2 separate regions of the Zea mays genome follow, and region 2 is linked to region 1. A link is a contact called in public Hi-C data. All regions are on one chromosome and are shown on one strand. The core of a region is the stretch at or near the end of the contact, and the rest is flanking DNA. Distances in the headings are between cores, read along the strand shown.

The links. Hi-C and Micro-C count contacts between places; a contact is called where the count stands out from the background.
Region 2: a Hi-C map of leaf shows a contact between it and region 1, with 7 times the contacts expected there. The contact joins the promoter of LOC100284609 here to the promoter of LOC100278358 in region 1. A contact is called at or near these places in 2 of 25 Hi-C or Micro-C datasets (ear and leaf).

What each region holds. Positions count from the first base shown.
Region 1 is chr5:185,313,421-185,315,939 of Zm-B73-REFERENCE-NAM-5.0, reverse strand. It overlaps LOC100278358, which reads right to left and starts at 1,261. Exons shown (of 2, transcript NM_001151659.1): 1 at 179-1,261. The coding sequence starts at 895.
Region 2 is chr5:185,609,364-185,611,882 of Zm-B73-REFERENCE-NAM-5.0, reverse strand. It overlaps LOC100284609, which reads right to left and starts at 1,256. Exons shown (of 4, transcript NM_001349011.1): 1 at 1,040-1,256; 2 at 274-323; 3 at 1-175. The coding sequence starts at 1,155.

The DNA.
Region 1 (2,519 bases), core at 12-2,511:
GGAGAGTCTGTTGTAATAAGATGTTATATTTAGAGTTTAATCTTTATAGAGTGACAAATAAAGAGTCAAATAGAGAATCAAAAATAAAGAGTCTTTTGAAGATGCTCTTACAGCAAGAACAGCTAATAAGCATTTGCAGAAGATGTGATTTAAGCAGTAGCAAATGTGGATGGCTCACCTGCAGCTGCCCTCTCCCAGCGGCGGCATGCAGCACGGTGGATCCACGGATGTCGAGATACGTCGACACGCTGGACTCGTCGAGCAGCTCCCTGAGCATCTCCACGCTCCCGCCCCTCGCCGCGGCGTGGACGGCCCGGCTCATCATCTCAAGCCGGAACACGGAGCTGCGCCTGGCGCTGGCTTCGCCGTTCCGGCAACTCGTCGAGCACCTCGGCGACATGGCGTGGTCGAGCAGCAGCCTGAACACGTCCGCGCTCCCGCCCCTGGCCGCCGCGTAGAACATGTCCGTGACGCCGTACTCGCCCTCGCCGAACACGAGCAGCGGGTCCCTCTCCAGCAGCTCCCGCACGAACGCGGCGTCCCCGGCCGACGCCGCCGCGTAGAGCACCCAGCCGCCGTACCCGGCCCGGAGCAGCGTGTTCTCCCCGGCGCCGGGGCGGTGGTTCCTGCACTCGCACTCCAGCAGCAGGCTGCGGGCGACGGACGCGCGGTTCCGGGCCGCGTCGGCGAAGCGGGCGTCGTCGTCCCACAGCGCCTCGAGGCGGCGGATCCGGCGGAGGGAGGTGAGCTTGATGAGCAGGTTGGGGTCGAGGTGCAGCAGCTGGCGGACGATGTCGTAGTGGCCGTCGGCCGCCGCCCAGTCTATCGGCGACGCGTACCACCACTGGTCGCCCGTGCTCTCCCACCGCAGCGGGAAGTAGCAGGACCGCTCCATCGCCGGAGCCTCGGGAGAGATCCAGCGGCGGGCTGCCGCCGCGCCTGCGCTGCTGTACCTGTGCGCCTCGCGGTGAGCCGTGGTCAGCTACTCACATAGTCACATGGCATGTGATACAATCATATTCATACAATACAAGGCCGTGCCAAGAACTGCAGCAGCAGCAGCAAGGTGGAACGAGGAGAGAATGTGTGCACCAGCACTCGGCGAGCCACCATGTGACAACAAAGGAAATGACTTGTTTACTGCTAGACAAGAACAGCAGGACAGGAGCGCAGGACTCAAAGCATTTGTAAACTGCAGACTGAGCTTACGCAAATGGAGATTTTAAAAAGATTAAAAGCATGCGTGGGAAGAACACGTCTGCAACACCGAAGACAAATACAATACCTTGTGCAAAAGAAGTCGGTGTGCGCAGCTCAACTGCTCAGGAACAAGAACCAGACCGTGCAGTGCCTGCAAGCGCAAAGCTGGGGCTCATAAGCCATCATCAGAGGGGCCCGGGATTAGGCCACCAAAGTGGTTCAAAGAGACAGTACTAGTAGTAGGCAGGGCAGTAGCGTGGTGCAAAGGTGCCATGTCGTTATGGATGAGAGAGAGAGGGAGAGCGAGAGAGGATCAGAGGAGCTGGGTCCATGCAGTTGCACAGTACAGTGTGAAAGTCAGTGGTACCGCCGTCCAGTCCAGCTCCAGCTGCAGCCCAGTGGTCCTATCTGGAAAAAAGAGAGCGGAACAGACAGTGATCGAGCGGGGGGAGTCCCTGCCTGCCTGCATGATGAATCTGTATCAGTGGGTGGAGGGATGAGAAGGCGTGGAGATCTTTTTCAGAAGGGCGTGGCGTGGCCCGGGGACGGAAAGGTGAAACGAAGCCATTCATGGTGGTTCGGCAGTGCAGCCTTTGAAACAGAATCATGAGAGCCCAAGGTGGAGAGAAGGCGAGAGGGGTGGGGACAACGGGGCAGGCAGGGGAGGGGAGGTTGAGCCATGGAGGAGGGGAGGCAGGCAGGCAGGCAGCATCGGAAGGTTGGTTCGGGGTCGGCAATGATGCAAAGGCGTGGTAGCACAGTACCAGCAGTGGTTTTACCGTGCCCCAGTACGCAGTTAGGTGGCGCAGGCAGGCAGCTCTGGATGGCTGCAGACGGGCCTCATCAGATCAGACTCTGAAAGGCGTTTCTCTGGATTCTAATCCATGTATGTTGTACAGCTTGACGGCAGTAGTCTGCCGCACCAATGTTCGGCCGTTGAATCAATTCCCTTTTATTTCAAACGATTTTTTGTAAAAATAAAAGAGAGAGAGAGCGAGAGAGTAATCTATGAGCTCCTTGGAACCGAATCTGACCCGGCGTAAAGCACGAATCAACCGCGACTGAACCCAGGTAGCGTGGCTAGAACTGGCCTCGCAGCGTTCCTCGACACAGCATCGCTGTCGCGACGAGATGGAAACCGTTCCATCGAGTTCATTTATTCATGAACAGCGCCAGCACTTAGCTCGCCCATCGCTTATATTAACTCGGATGACGTTGATGGTCCAACGACAGCGAGTAGAGTGCACAGACAGACTCCGCTCTCGTCCCCGTCTCGGCGTCTCCACAACCCACATGCGTGCATATGCATGCCGCTACCC
Region 2 (2,519 bases), core at 7-2,506, 300 kb before region 1:
TGCTCGATGAAGCCATCCGATTTGTTGACGATCCGTGCGGCCAGCGTGCTTCGCAGACCTTTCTGCCTCAGAAACAGGGACAGGACAGCCTTTGCTTCCTCTCTTTCCGCTGCAAGCAACCTTGAGCGAACAGATGCAGGGCTATGAGGCGCAGCCACCCATAAATCATCAGCATCTGCATCACAGAGGAGTTCCGTGCGCTGCGAAGATAAATTGCCTGTGCAGCGTGCTTTTAAGGAGAGAAGTTGTTAAGGGATGAGCAGGTAATCTCACATGACTGTGCATTGCAAATTGGAAGCTGGCGAGACACAAGGGTGCAAGATCTGCATGGACACAAGACAACAATCAGTGCACTGGAACCATCCATTAGCGGTTGCATGGGGATGCTTGACGGAGATTAGTCCATTTCTATTCAATTTTGACTAACAAGATTTAAACTCCTTCAATCCCTTCGATCCACTTCTAACCCAAGTGGCCGGGTGTGGATGACGTTTTTACGAAAATCGTTGAGGAGAACTGGGCCAGCAACCAGGTAGTGCATTCTTTACAAACTTATGTGGTGTTTGGTTTGAGAAACTACTCCATCCAAAATAAAGTGGTGCATCATGGATCCATTCCTCAAATTTGATGGGATAACTTCATTCCACATATTAGTACTAATTAACTAACTATGAGGAATTGAGTGGTGATGTATCAACTTATTCTATTCCACAAACCAAACAAAAAAGTTAGGAGTGAGAAAATGATATACTAGCTCATTACTCAAACCAAACACCCCATTACTGTGCCAAGGGGCAGGGTTTGTCCCAGATAATTTTGACCCCCCGAAGAAAGAAGCTTTCTTGAGGTAATTTAAACTGGTTGCCAAAGCTACCAAAAAAAAAACCTAGAACGCACAGTTACTAGCAGACTAGCAGTGGGGTAGCTAGGAAGGCACGTACGCCGCTGGGTACCTAGGTTGTTCTGGAAGAAGGAGACCCTACATCTCACCCTCGCTCTACAGAGGACACACTTCGAAGGGGGGAGGAAGCGAGAGTACCTGCATGAAGAGGAGGACCTCGACAGGCTGAGCCGCCATGGCGGAAGCTGCAGGCCGCGGGGCTGGCACGAGACCGGGCAGAGCTCGACGCGCGGGGGCGCCTCCAAGCAGGCCATTGCCGGGAGGAGAAGACGGAGCAGATCAGCAGAAGCACCGCAACCACAACAGCGGGGAGGCAGGGAGAGAGAGGCTATCGAGAACTAACTAGATAGACACGTCATACTGGCCCCCTTCTTCTGGACGGGGACGCCCCCTCGTCTTCTCGAGATTCTCACATCCGAGACATTGGCAATTTTGTTATTATGATTTATTAGCTTCGCTAGTATAACATCGAACGTATAAATCATAGATATAGATAGTCTCATCGCCATTCGCTAGTATATCATCGGACGTATAAATCATAGACATAGATAGTCCCACTAATCATAGACACGAGATGTTATAATAACAGACAACCAAAATTGAGTGGCACAGTCACAAATTTCTCCTCTCATCCCGTGTCATGGCAAACGGTAAAGAAAAACTAACGGACGGCTCCTTCCACCTAACGGTCCAAGAAAACAATGAAAAACTTGCTCGCGAGAGAAGGCGAGAAGCAAGCTCAAGCTGCTGTGTGGATCCTCATCGTAGCACGCATAGGTTCCAGTCTCTGCTCGCCTTCCCCCGACGTCGCCGCTCGCCTTCCGCTGCCCCCGCTCGCCTTGGAACATGCATGAGAGAAGCTGCATCGTCACTGAGATTAAATAAAATGCCTATCTCTAATAATATTCTTTAAATTCGGTCCTCCATACGTGCAGTGCTACTAAAATTCATATTCTAGTTTCGATGTCGTAAAAAAATTCGTGAAGGACACAAAGGTAGGTATGCAAAGGACAGTGATGTAAACGAATCTGACGGAAGTACGCATCAACAAATATTAAATAAATGTGTGGTCGTGCATACAACGGATGTCACAGTTAAGACTGACTTCAACGGTTCCCCCTAAATTTCTCCCCCTATATCCCACTCACGTGCCACGTCAGCGTTCTCTCTCCCCCTATTTCTCCACACTCTACAACGGTTCCCCCTATATCTATCCTCTAAACCCCACCACAATAATATTATATATTTTCTTCATCAACTAACTCAACTACCATCCAATATTAATATTATTTTTATTTCTTATTTCTACAGTACACGGGGATAACTACCATTAAATATTAATTTAATTTTTATTTCTTATTTGCACAGTACACGGACATTCGTACCATGACATATTAATTTTATTTGTATTTGTTATTTGAACAGTACACCGGCGTCACGTGTTCCACAATTAATTACCAAACGCCATAATTAGTATTAATACGGTCTTATAAATACGGTTCCATTTTATGTTTTTTAAAAAAAAGGAATTAACATTCTTCTCGTACACGACACGATTGGCTTCCAGCACACGACTGTCTTCTCCGGCAAGCCACGACCCTCTGGTTTCCTTCACACA